2 separate regions of the Hordeum vulgare genome follow, and region 1 is linked to region 2. Evidence: chromatin contacts called from public Hi-C data. All regions are on one chromosome and are shown on one strand. The core of a region is the stretch at or near the end of the contact, and the rest is flanking DNA. Distances in the headings are between cores, read along the strand shown.

Region 1 (6,900 bases), core at 4,253-6,752, 100 kb after region 2:
AGAAACAAATAAAGTTAAACAAAAAGTAAACGGGGCAAAGATTAAACTTCCATCTTTGCTTTATGTAGCTATTTATTTTTTTCTTGTTGAAAAGAAAAAGAATGCTGACAACGACACACCATTCCATAAACAAAACAAACAAGTCAACCACACACGAATTTGGTGTCCTCGATCCAGATTGAGATGTAACTAATTCTCTATCGGCTGAGAAAATGACAAAATAAAAAATAAAATAAAAAGATAGAAAACTATTAAAAAATGTGGAGAAAATAAAACATAAATGAAATGAAAATAAAAGGTTAAGAAAGATGAAATAAAAAATGTCACAAACAAACACCGCAGCCCCAATTCCCCCTAAAGAACCACGATAAACAACACCAAAACGTTGCACTGCAAAAATAGATGAGATGAAAGGAAAAGAAGCTCACATCTCTCCCACTGGCGCTAAAAATAGAGAAAACAACCAATGATACCTAGTTGAACTCGAATCCTCTGATACAACAAAAGCGTCGTGTAGCAAGTCCACGAATCACAATGTGTTTTAATCCAACAGCTAAATACATGAATGGGATATTAACAGTTCCCAGCAAATTCAAATGATATAAATCAAAAAAAAGATGAAAAAACAAAACTAAACAACAAAATGGGTCAAATAAATAAATTAGTAAAATGAAACAAAGTTAGGCAAATGAAACAAAAAAGATCAAAAGAATTGGAGACAAGTACAAATAAAAATATTGAATTGCTTTTTTTACGGAAAAAAAATAAAAATATTGAATTGCTTGGTTTTGAAAGTGTATGGAGATGGAACCAAGTGAAGGAGACACGCTACTTTTTGGGGGGCAAGGAGACACACTACTGGATTGGGGATACGGCCAGGTCAGTAAAGAAACATAGATTCCCTAAAAAATAGTAGAAAAACATAGATGCACTATAACGCACAGAAACACATGACAACAAAGCACCTGAATGCAAACGGCCTAATGTGCCGCGCTTTACCGATCATCAAAACAAATGCAAGTGTTATAGACCCGACTCGGACTTTGCTAAATGTCAGTAAACTGAGATTTAGCAAATCCCAAAAGCATAACATTGATTATACGATGGATGGCATCGTGCAGAATGCCTCAAATGTGGACTTGATACCCTTTTAGACATATGTTGTAGACGACTTAGTGGAGAGACAAAATTCCTATTTTATAAACTATTTACATCTTTAAAGCAACTTTAATGGAGCGATCCATTTCATCCGCGGTCATTCGTTTGGATTCATACGAACAAAAGTAATGGCCCAACATGCGGACCCATTGCTAAAACGCGCTCGCTTCGCATCCTTGCCGACCCATTTTCGGCTCAAATTTGGGATTGAAATGAGTCGGCGCGGACGCGAAGCGGACGCGCGCGTATTCTCGGTGTCCGCATGTGACCGGCCTGACCCACTTGTCACACAGCCACCCAGCCATATATGTCTGTTTATTTAATTTGTTGGCCCGCCTCCTCCCACATTTCTTCCGTTATTATATTGCCATAGTATCGTTGTCCGGTTGCTTTTCGTTGGATGCATATGTTGATCCATTTAAAAAAACCGAATACGAACAGATCGACGGACGACCCAAACAAACGAAAACAGAACAAAATCGCCGTCTGTTTGAATCAGTCCATTAAAATTGCTCTTACATATTTGATAAAGTTAGCCTAGTTCGTCCTTACTTTCCCATCCAACAAAACGACTCATAGTCATTTCATGTCCAGTAGACTATTAAAAAGCATAACATGAGTCTTTTATAATTCACCCCCTCGTTTGAGAGCTTCCACTTCTCATAGTTGTGGCCTAAGCTTATTTGAAGCCTAGTCTAAAAAACCGAACCGGACTGGCGGTCGGGCTGGATAAACCAAAACCGGCAGCTTTATCGGGCTTTTAAATTAATAATACCGTACTGCAATCAGACCAAAGAAAACCGATCAAACCGACTGGTTTTTTAGAAAACCGGTGAAAAATCGGGTCATTAAACCAAAAAAAACAAGAAAATATTTTAATACAAATTGAGAGACGTGAGATTCGATCTCAGGTTGTGTGAGCAATATGCGAGGCCTGCCCACAATTCTATAACCATCTCGGTTGTGCTACTTTTTATTCACTATATAAAAAAATTATTTGATCATTGTTTCACACCATATTAGCACATATATTACTTAACATTTATTTATTTTTCCTTTAAAAACCGACAAGCGTACCAATGAACCGGCGGTCCGACTAGTAAAAACCTGAACCGACAACATTTTCGATTCGATTTCCGGTTCGCTGCTTTTTTAAACTATGATTTGAGGTGATCTCTCTCATCTAAGCTCCCCCACCCCACCGCAAAATTCCTAGTAGTCCTCAAGAAAGATTATGTTGTCATCAATGGCTCTTTCACATAAAGCGGAGTTCCACACAAGCTCAAGGATACACCCTTCTCCTTGGCGATCATATTTGATTAACGAACAATCTTGTCTAACAGTTCAAGTATACAAATATACGATGACGGGCTGAGCGTTCGGTATAAACCGAAATTTCGGTTTCTACTGTTCGGTATTTTTTGAAATTCGGTTAGGAAAACAAAAAACCGAAAATTATAACTAAAAACAGCTAACCGAAAATTCGGTTAACCGATTATTTCGATTCGGTCTTCGGTTTATACCAAAAACACGGCGTCTACGTAATTGTGATCAAACTGCAGCAGCGGCAGGCCTATTATATAGCCCAAAATCCCACCCTTAACTTCTCAACTAGGCGAGGTGGGACTAATGTAGCGAGAAGTCCCTCGTGGCTGTTGCATGCTCGCACGCACGAGCACATAGGGCAAAAAACAGCTCACGTGGAGTTGGGCCTTCAATCATTTTGCATGTGCTGGATTAGGGTCCACATCGTATCACACGCGGAGGCAGCAGCCTGGTAGTTTCCTGGCGCTAGCGACACGGGATTTGGTACAGCCTCGCTTTGCACTGCTTGCTTACGTCTATTGGGTGTTCGTTCGGTTAACCGGGATAAACACCGAACCGAACAAATTGTGTTCGGTTAGTGAACTTCAAAACCGAATTTTTCCGTGACCGTATAAAAAACCAAAAATTCAGTTTATTCGGTTTCGGCATCGGTTCGGTTTTCGGTTCGTCGGTTTTTATGCCCACCCTGAGATGACCCATCACGCGGTTGTATTAACCTTGTTGTCATGAGTTTTGCTTCCATACGCCCTTCATACAACAACTTACATATTTTGATGCAGATCAAATGTAAAGACTATAAGATAGCCCTTCAATAAAAAATATTAGATTATTTTAATATCTTGTTTGATGCGTTGGGAAAATAGATATTCCGAAAAGATAACGTCCATGCGTGTAGGTGTTTTCCAAACCGTTCACACGCATGGATTGCCATCCGTTTGTGGTTGCACGAATCTTGTCAATTTTTGTGAGATTTTTTATGCCACGTAGGAAGGGGCTGGTGTGTGGACGTTTATCAGTTCGTCCACACGCATGTTTCGTGCACGCAGAGCTCACGACTGCCAACCCGACGTGTGATGGAACTGGCGTCGCGCGCATCGTCCGCGTGTCGTGCGTGCATGCGTGTCACTTGTCATGTCTTTCCGGTGTTATATGGCAACTGAGTGGAACTATCGTGCCCGCATGCGTGTCAGTTGACATGTCTTCCTAGTGTTACATGATAACTGCGTGAAACTGCCGTGCGTGCATGCGTGTCACTTGTCATGTCTTCCCAGTGTTACATGGCAACTAAGTGGAACTGTCGTCGCGCGCCCACACGCGTGTGAGTTGTCATGTATTTTCTAGTGTTACATGGCAACTGAGTGGAACTGCTGTCGCGCGTCCACATGCACGTACGTCTGTCAATCGTCATGTCTTTCTAGTGTAACATGGCAATGCAGTAGTTTAGACATGACGACTGCAGTTGAGCAGTCATGGCAACTGTAGTTGTCCAGACATGCCAATTGCAATTAAACAAACAGTTCTCACGGTTCAGCAACCATGACAAGTGTCACGCGGGGGCTTGCGGGGCCGCGAGGTGACAGGCCAGATGTGCGGGTCGCGAGGCAGAAGGTCGGATGCGTGTGCGTTAGATGTTTTGTCCAAACGTAGACGTGTGAGTTGTTTTTTTTGCACACCACACGAGATATGTGAGAAGACTTTTTTAACGCCCACATGTGTGGGCAATATCAGGACCCTAGATATTAGAATTAGTTAATCGTGAACGCGTGAAAGTGCTCATCTTATAAATAAATTGAAGATTCGTGCAAACTTTTAAGGGATTTTGCAAAAACGACGCTAGCTCGCACCAAAGCACACGTTGACCTTACCAACGATCAATATTTACCCCTCTCTTACATTCTTTTCCTTCGAGCGAATCTTATGCTCCTCTTTACTTCATTGATTGCAATTGCCAACATGATTCCAACCTGCCTCTATGGGAATCACCTAGCTGGGACCTGAGAGACATGTATTCCAACACGTTCTTTCTGGTCTTGGGTCTAGCAAAATGTTTTTTTTTTTTTTGAAATGGGCTAGCAAAATGCTTGGACGGGAGAACAACGGGTAACTTATACAATCCCGTTTGATTTTCTTTATTTACAATTACATACAGATCCCCCAATTTTCTGTCTAGATGAAACGTTCTTTGTCTTCATCATTTCCTGTATGTATTTAACGGGTACATCCAGGATCATCTTACTTGAGAAATACAGTACGTGACACCTGATGCGTTGCGTGTCAGGCGCCGCGCAACGACCAGGGTCGTGGCCTCATGGGCTGCGGCACCCGCCGCTCTATCCGCTCCTGTGATCATCCGCAGAGACCTTTTCGGATAGCCGTTTGGCTGCGTTGTGGAGAGGGAGATATCAGGTTATGGACGTGCGTAGGGATGCTTTGAGCCTTGACCCCCGAGCAGAAACAGCCGGCTCGTGGATGGATCCGATGACAGCGGCCAGAGCGGAGCGACACGACCATCTTCCACGCCGCTATCAACTTGAAGAGAAGAGATATGGTGCGCACCAGGTAACGCATGAGCGATGTGCAGCCGATGTCGTCTTCAAGCTTCAATGGCGCGTGGCGCCAAGGGCAGGCTCCGTGCTGCCACCAATTCAGCCGAGGATCAACTCTGAAACAAGAAAGGCTGCTAAATTTGATATAAAAAAAGGCTGCTAAAACCAACGTTTTTCGCCGTTTTTACATTGCCATCGGCTGGTTGTTGGCCTCCACAGAAAACTAGTATTGTTTATCGCGTCTTCACGACGGTGTTGTAGACGTTTTTTTTCGTCTTCTTCTTTAGGGATGACTCCTTTACAAGTGCAGATCTTTGCGCAGGACATAATCGCCATCTCAATTATGCGTTCCGTTACAGAAAGTACCGCAGACTACTCTAGCACGCGTCTTAAACTAAATATAACAACTCCCCTTTAAGCGATGCCCACTCGCTGATTATGCTCAAGCTAGCTCCGCCGCTGCTTCGCAGATGCTTCGACGCCAAAAGCAAGCCGATATGATTCGCGGAATTTGTACCCGCGTGGCTCCTCAGTGCTCCCTGCACAGGGGGTCAAAAATAGCTGTGAGAGCGAAAGAAGAGAATCATACATTATATCCCATGGACCATTGAAGAAGAATAGGGTCAAACTATCAACCACCCACCCAGAGTCATGGAATCGCCGGAGTGTTTCCTTCACGTAGAATCACATCAGATTGTGAGTGTCTAACTCCCAGGTGCAGTGGTCGCCGGCGCCAGGAAAGGCGCCGGACATGGCCGGAGAAGCCTGTCAATTGTGAGGGGGGAGACTGGAGGGAAGTCATTAGGCACAGTAACTTTTGTTTGGTGGGATGACGGTTTTGTTTCTTCGTACAGGATTAAGATGTATATTGCCACCTCAATCGATCGTGCTATCCAAGGTCACAGGTGCACTGTGCGGCTGTGCTATTCAGACGTGCGAATCCTGGTACGGGAATGACAGGTGGAATCAAGCCTCAGACCTGACGACCTGAAGACTTCTGGTGGTTGTAGTGATCATTTATGAAGCAATGTAAATCCGGCAAGACACAGGTTAATGCCGACGAGGCAATGGTTTCAATGCCGCGGAGTCCTCCGATAGCCGGTTTCTCCCAGTACCGAGCTTAAAATTTCATGTGGAGACTTGGTACTTGCAAAGTTGCTGGTGGCTCCCGCGCCACTCCCGCGACGGCCCGAAAGGAAACCCTAGCTATTGCCGCCAGTCTCCCCTCCCCCCTTCCCTCGCCACCGTCGGATGGCGTCGCCGCGCAAAGCCCGTGCGGCGTCGGAAATGACGGGGCCATTTTCGTCGGTCTCGAGCCGTGGGATGGACATGGCGGGATGCTATTCTTAGGCAGATGTGAGGACTTGCGCGGCGGCGTGTGTCGATAGCGTCGAAGTTGGCGCACGGTTGGCCCGTGACGACGCTCTGATGGAGGTGGCTCGGGTTGTGGGGGCATTCCGCCCAAATCTCGGCTCCTCGCATGCGGCTGGGCGCGAGGTGGGAGCGAAAGATGTTGGTCGGGTCGGGGGCTTGGTGCGCCGGCGATGGCTCGCGGGGAGGTTTTGCCTGCTGTCGTGGTTTTGTCATGGCAGATGATGTGCTGTCGGGATGTGCAGCGCCATTGTCATGCGTGGATCTGGCACGGGCGGGAGCCGACGACGCGGGGTTGTGCGGATCTGGTGCAGTCGCCGTCGCGCGAGGCGGAGGGGAGGTGTGTGACAGAGCGTGCACACGTGGCTTGTTGTTGCAGCGAGCCCACTTGGAGGTGGTGGCCGGATGCAGCGTTTGGCGACGGATCCGGCTCAGGAAAGTGCGGCGAGCGGATTGCTATGAGGATCTGGCGCGGGGCGGCACATGGTGCCTGTGGCCG
Region 2 (7,526 bases), core at 3,459-5,958:
TGGTGGCCTGGCCAAACAGTATAGCTCATCTCCAACGATGTCGTCATTCATGAGATGTGTCTGCAACCAACTGTCGAAAGTCTTCTCGTGTTCCCCTTTAATCCAAGAGTCAGCCTTCCCCGGGTTTTCGGAGCGTAGAATATTCTTGTGTCTCACGATATACGGAGCCACCACGGTGGAATTGTGTAGAACTGTGTAGTGTGCTTGAGAGAAAGAATGCCCGTCCATACATAATTTTGCTTTCCTTCCTAGTGCGCCTTTTCCTGTCAGCCTACCCTCATACCGAGATTCAGGAACACCAAACGGCTTAAGGTCAGGAAGAAAGTCCACACAAAACTCAATGACCTCCTTTGTTCCATAGCCCTTGGAGATGCTTCCTTCTGGCCTAGCACAGTTACGAACATATTTCTTTGAGACTCCCATGAACCTCTCGAAGAGGAACATATTGTGTAGAAACACAGGACCGAGAATTCTAATCTCTTCGACTAGGTGAACTAGGAGGTGTGTCATTATATTGAAGAAGGATGGCGGGAACAACAACTCAAAGCTGACCAGACATTGGACCACATCAATCTGTAACCCTGATAGACTTTCTCGATCGATTACCTTCTGAGAAATTGCATTGAGGAATGCACATACCTTCACAATTGCCAGGCGAACATTTTTCGGTAGAATTCCCCTCAATGCAACTGGAAGCAATTGCGTCATAAGCACGTGACAGTCATGAGACTTTAGGTTTTGGAATTTTTTCTCTTTCATATTTACGATTCCCTTTATATTCGACGAGAAGCCAGTCGGGACCTTGATACTGAAAAGGACTTCAAAGAAGATTTCCTTCTCTTCCTTAGTAAGAGCGTAGCTGGCACGCCCTTGAAACTGCCCTGGATGCATGCCATCTCTTCCTTTATGACGTTCCTGGTCCTCCCGTGCTTCCGGTGTATCTTTTGACTTCCCATACAAGCCCAGGAAGACTAGAATATTCACGCAGAGATTTTTCGTCAGGTGCATCACGTCGATTGCCGAGCGGACCTCATGGACTTCCCAGTAGGGTAGCTCCCAAAATATAGATTTCTTCTTCCACATGGGTACACGCTTATCAGGGCCGTTAGGAACAGGTTGGCTGCTAGGACCCTTTCCAAAGATTACTTTTAAATCTTTGACCATATCAAATACTTCAGCACCAGTACGGATGACAGGCTTCCCCCGGGGTTCTGCCTTGCCGGTCTCTGCCTTCCACTTCAACAATTCCAGTGTGCTACCCAGCTTCTTCTGGCCATCTTCACAAGTTGGGTACAACAATTTGTTGTGGTCCTGTAACATCTGCTCGAACTGCAACCTCTCCTTTTCTATGTCGCAACCTCGCCGTGCATCAGAAATGACCCGGCCAAGATCATCAGCGGGCTCATCTGGTTCCCGTTCTTCATCCTGATCTTCTTCTTCATTGTCTTCCATTGCGGTATCAGCATACTCAGGGAACATAGATCGATAGTTGTCATCATCGTTCTCTTCTTCTTCATCATCGTCTTCCATCATAACACCTCTTTCTCCGTGATTGGTCTAAACATTATAGCCCGACATAAAACCGGACCGAAGCAGGTGGCTCTGAATGACTCTTGAGGAAGTGTAATCCTTCTCATTCCGAGATTCAACACATGGACAAAACATATAGCCATCACCATGCTTGTTCGCATCGGTGCATCTCGAAAAGAATGCACGCCTTCTCTGTAAGCGGCTGTGCGTCGATCACCGTACATCCATGGATGGCTCATCTGTGTTATACGACAGTATATCAAATACAATCACAATCCTAAAAATTAGTACCGCACGGTCTAAACGAGGAAATATAGCTGCTAACCTTTTAGAATAAGTAGAAATAAAGAGGAAGAGGTTTAAGCGTGGCTCAGGCATCTCATATCGTAGTTGTGTTCGGTGAACTGAAGCGGCATCGCTCTAACACACATTTCAACAAACACCTCTAGTGCATCAAAAAAAGTGGAGAGCTAGCACACACCCACAATCCTCCATCCAAAAGAATGCAAGGAAGAGGGAAGAGGGGGGTTGTGCTATATATAGGCAGAGGACTTTAGTCCCGGTTTGAGACACAAATCGGGACTAAAGGTGACGCACATGCGGGCTGCCCACCGCGTAGCCCTTTAGTCCCGGTTTGAGACACGAATCGGGACTAAAGGCTCCTTACGGGCCGGGACTAAAGCCTCGAGGGAGGCATTGAGAATTGGGACGACGTGGCCGGGCCTTTAGTCCTGGCCTAGAGGCAGGCCGGACTAAAGGGTCCCGGCCAAAGGCCCGTTTTCCACTAGTGACCTAGGCAACGGTAGCAAGTGGGGGTGGTCTGGTGACTGGTTTCGCCATGGTCGCGAGATCCATGAGGGCGAGGGGATTCTCGCGACTAGGGTAGGGAAATTATCAGGAGGGGGTAGTCCATCGGGCCTCTCATGCATCGGGGAAAGAGTGGGTGAGGGTTAAGAGGAGCCATGCATAATCAGTTTGGGTTGTTTGTTGTTCACGTGTGGGTATGGATAGAGGTTTCTTTGTGCATCTCGCTTGAACCATCTTGAATAGAGAACATACACCCTATCCAAAAACCTAAAAATAAATGGAAAAAGTTTAAAATCATACGGATGATTTCTGCGAGAAATCATGCGTCGCCTACACGCGTTTCGGTGGGGGACCACACACCGTTTTCTACAGACATCCAAAGCCGCTCGTTCCTTTTGCCCTATCTCTTACGTTTGAGAGTCATGTCCTACCTCTCTCATTCTTCCGCCTCTCCGCCCAGATGTAACACCACGCGAGATGCACCGGCTACCGGTGCTGGACCTTGTCGCGCTCCCCATGTCACATCATCACGCGAGCGCGATCATCCTAGCAACAACATGCTGATCCATTGAAGCACCAGTCTGTGGCTCCTCGGGATGGATTTATGGAGCTCCTCTGTCATCGGGGTTGTTTCGCTCCAACCATCACACCGCGAGACTACGTCGGCACCGCGCCCACTCGTGCAATCCCGCCTTGCAGCACCCATGAGCACTGCTGTTGCGTTCATCGCCATGGCCGCAGCCGCCGCGCTTCGAGCCGGTGGTGCGGAGGCGCCCTTGCTGTAACAGGTGTTGATGAAGCGCCGTCATATTGCGAGGGGCACCATCGCCCGTGCTGCGAGGTCGACGTGTTTCTTTCTCGTGGTTGCAGCAGCTGTGCTGCTGCAAATCGAAGGGGGCAACGACGACCGGCAATGTAGCAAGGATGATCCTACACCGCCGGAGTTGCAATGGAGCAACGCAGGGCCGCCAGAAGCATAGCCGACGCTGAGTGGAGCTTCGTCGGAGTTGAAATGAAGTTTCGTCGGAGCAGTCGGTGCTGCAATGAAGCTTGGTCAGAGTTGGATCGAGCTCCGCGGGAGCCGTCGATGCTGCATTTGAGCTCCGACAGGGCTAGCTGGACGTCGCCGGTGCTGCGTTGGAGCTCTGTCAGGCTGCAAGGGTGTTGCTTCGAAGCTGCTCGTTGCTGTCGTGTTGTTGTTCTGATCCAATGGCTACCAGCGAGTTGATCGGATGGCTGGTTAGGCGATCATCGGGCTGATTTGTAGTTCTTCCCAGAATAAATTGATACAAAACTTTGGAAAACTGATTTGTAGTGTTTCCCAGAATAAATTGATATAGAACTTTGGAAAACGCTACGCGTCCGCCGGTTGATTTCTAAAAATTATTTGTGGCCTCCACAGCCGTTGGATGCCTGAGTTGATAGTCGGTTGTTCCATTCGATCTAGTGTCCGCGTCCCGCATGCTCAGTCGTTATTTCCCGCAATAAGCGGTGTGTTGCAGAAACTAGACACTCTTCTCCGGCCCTGGCAGAGCTGCGCCCCGCGCGGTGTCGCCGCCAACCCACAGCAAAATCAGCCCGTCGCTGACGTGCAGGAGCTAAACTGAAGTTTCTGCAACACTTTGCCCCGACCTCGATAGACCCGTGTCCAGCGTCATCTTGCAACGGCCACGCTGCAGAAACAACGGCCGCGTTACAGAAACTATTTCTGAAACAATGACTCCGTTGCAGAAACAATTCCTAAAACAACGGTCACGTTTCAGAAACAACGATCGCGTTGCAGAAACAACTACTTTGTCTTGTCATGATTCTTTTTTAAGAAAGGACTTGTTGCAAATTTTTCTTGTAACAGATCGTTTGTTTCGATCTGCATCTCGAAACATGTGTGAGTTAAAGAATAGGAGGAGGTCACGAAAACACTCCCTAGAAGTCTGATCTGAAATAGATCCGACGATGATGGAGGCGGTCAACGCGACAAAAAAAATCGGTCGACTGGACGAGAGTATTTTCCCAAAACTTTTGCCAAAATAAATTGAGTACTACTCCCTCCGTTCCTAAATATAAGTCTTTTAAGAATTTTCATTAGAAAACTATATACGGATGTATATAGACATACATTAGAGTATAGGTTCATTTATCCTGTTCCGTATGTACTTAAATAATGAAATATCTAAAAAGACTTATATTTAGAAACGGAGGGAGTAGTACAAAACTTTTGCCGTCATGTAACCTCCATACACCCACGTCCTTACCAAGTCCTTACCAAACACTCAAGCCATGTCGACCGACCGAAACGACCGTGCAAGCGGCGCCTGGAAAGGACCCGGCGCGCCCGGAGCAAAGATTGACAACTCGTAGGAGAAAACGGAAGAAAAAGAAAAGAAAAAGGAGTTCCAGAAAGAAATCTAGGGCAAGCCGCACGCACGCCACCCAAATTCCCGTAGTCCTGCGCGGCCATCCGCCGCCGCCGCCACCACCGGCGGCGAGTCTCAGCGGGGGGCAGAAGCGGCCTAGGAGCACCCCTTCGCCCCCCGAATCAGGCTCCTAGGGTCAGAATAAGGGGGAGAAGGGGCAAGTCAGCCCTCCCCGTTCGATCGGAAGCGACATCTCTCCCCGGAGGGTCGCCGGCGGAGCAACCGCTGATGCGGCGGCCATGGCGTCGGCGGTGCTCTCGTACATTCAAAACCTGTGGCCGCTCTCGGCTCTCCTGAAGGAGGACGACCTGGGCGCGTCCGCGCGGCTGGTGCGGACCCTCCCCGTGCCGGAGGAGACGAAGCAGTTCGTGTTCGCGATCCGGGAGCCCGAGACGCAGGGCTTGCTCTACATCCTCGCGGCGCAGAACCTCTCCGAGCAGTCCGCTTTGGACGCCGGCCATCTGATCAGGGCGGTGCGGCCCCGGGCCGTGATCACCCAGGTCGCGCACACAGAGGTCGAGGACGTTTTGATCGAGGAGCAGTGCCTGGCTGAAGGCGGAGCGGGCGGCGTGCCGGCGTCGCCGTTCCAGGTGATCAAGCGTTGCATCACGGAGAAGAAGAGCAAAGATCACTATGTGAAATCCGCTGCTTGCCAGGTCTTGCGGGAGATCTTTGGTGTCGGGTTCTACGGCCACCTATTGGCTGCCAAGAGAGCTGCGGAGGAGACAGAGTCACATTTTCTCTTGCTCGGCTCTCCGTATGAGAAGAATTGCAATGCCGGTGGATCGAGCAACGGAAATAGTACGGGCGATAACTCAGCTCAGCAATCGCAGACTAGCTGCTCTCTCCCTCAGAGTGCCATGGATGATAAATCTGGTCTCCAGTTACAGAGTAACTGCTTGCTCCCTAAGAGTGCCACTTCAGCAGTAAGCTCCCATGTCAGGAAGACATGCCTTGTGGATGATTATGGAGGACAGCTCATGAAGTCGCTAGCTCCAACTGCTAACTTGTTGTTGTCCCAAGCTATCTCTTCCTATGCTGTTGCGGAGTGCGGACTGTCAGAATGTAAGCCAGCCGACAGATACGAGCCTCCACTTTTTGCGCAGACTGTCTACCCTTTGCTCTCTGACCTTTATGGGATATTTGTTGAAATTCCCTCAATTGGGAAGGCTATGGCTTCTGCGCAGATGTTGCTCACTGAAGTTCACAAGGGGAAGCCAGTTTGCAGTGAAATGTTATCTGATGTCTATGTATTTGGAATTGCGATAGAGGCTCTCAGAATATGTTTAAACAATGCAGGAAGACGCCGCATTAATACTAGGGATAATCATAGTTTGGAGAAGTTGGATTTTGCAGAGCTCCCTTCTGAGGAAAAGTGCCACATTCTTCTTGTTCAAGCTCTCAGAAGTCAACTAAGGGAGTTTGGTTCTGTGGTAGCTATAGTTGATGCCAGCTGCTTAGCTGGAATAAGGCGTCACTGGAACACTCCTGTTCCTTCGGAGATCACACAATTAGCCGGCAGTTGCTTCAATCATTATGGCAACAAAAATGAGAGCGAAAATGAGAGTGATAACAACGAGGTGCCATTGGACAACACTGATAAAAAGAGCTGGATAGCTGAGAAGCCTGTGGTCGCAGTTGGTGCGGGAGGAACAGCTATTCTTGGTTTTTCATCTTTGTCAAAAACTATCCAGGTATCTGCCATTCTTAAGTTGGCTCCTTATAAAACTCCAGTGATATTAAAGTATGGCTTAATGCAGCTGCAAAGGCATGCCGGCATTGTATTAAGCAAGCTCCTCTCTCATGGCGTGGTTAGTGCTGGTTCGAAGTCATCTGCTTTACAATTCACAGCTTCAGCAGAGAAGATTCGGGCCGTGACACACACTGTAATATCATCTGTAGAGAGAACTAGCTTGTTGGCGATGCGGACGTCGTTCTATGAAATAATGCAAAAGAGGCAGAAGCACAACCGACCTTTCCGAACAGCTCCTTGGGCAACATTTGGTTTTAGCTTGGTTGCATGTGCTGGCCTCCTGAAGCATGGAGATGGGATCGAGTGTGCTGCCGAGGCCGCACCTTCTGTTCCCATGATTGCCTCCCTGGGCCGTGGTCTTGAGAGCTTGCGTGTCACATCAGAGGAAACGAGGCAAACAAGGAGCCAAAATGTGAAGGAAGCTTTGCTAACATTGTTGCGCAGCTTAAAGAAATGAGAAAAGCAAAGCCACAATAATGTACAACTGAAACTGTATAGATTTTATCATGCAATTTTGTCATTAGAGCGAAGCTTTCATACCACCTGTACAGTACATGTTTCTTGTTCTTACTGATATAATGAAATTCTCATGGTATGCTACCGTGTACACTTCTTGCTTGAGCTTAGAGAGCATGGGAACCAGATTGGATCATTTGTGTTTGATCTTCTGTACATAAAAGTACAGAGCATACACATAATTTGATGTTCTATGTTTTAGTAATTTATTGGTTCCCAGTAAGATTACCTGGTACAAGATCTGAGTGAAACACTTTGTTGCTAGTATTGTTAGAGGTAATACACAAACAGTAATGCTTCTCTTCTGGAATATTTTCTCATGAGCAACATAAGGGTTGGTGATGCAATTTATTTTTTTCTTCTGGGATCATATTTACCTTCTACTCCCTCCGTTCCTAAATATAAGTCTTTTTAGAGTTTTTACTAAGGGACTACATACGGATGTATATAGACATTTTAGAGTATAGATTAACTCATTTTGCTCCGTATGTAGTCACTTAGTGAAA

What was found. A called contact is a pair of places that touch in the nucleus more often than the background predicts.
Region 1: a contact with region 2 is called in a Hi-C map of leaf, with 2.1 times the contacts expected there. The contact joins the enhancer-like site here to the promoter of LOC123427088 in region 2. A contact is called at or near these places in 3 of 6 Hi-C or Micro-C datasets (leaf and seedling).

What each region holds. Positions count from the first base shown.
Region 1 is chr2H:538,750,214-538,757,113 of MorexV3_pseudomolecules_assembly, forward strand. No RefSeq gene overlaps it. Among protein-coding and RNA genes, the nearest start is that of LOC123427091, 59 kb to the right of the region's middle. Within about 2 kb of position 5,503, at least 1 of the 3 cell types and tissues checked has open chromatin away from gene starts, as enhancers often do. A contact at or near this core is called in leaf, where this site is marked.
Region 2 is chr2H:538,649,008-538,656,533 of MorexV3_pseudomolecules_assembly, forward strand. LOC123427088 reads left to right here and starts at 4,709. Exons shown (of 1, transcript XM_045111041.1): 1 at 4,709-7,099. The coding sequence starts at 4,991. The coding sequence ends at 6,961.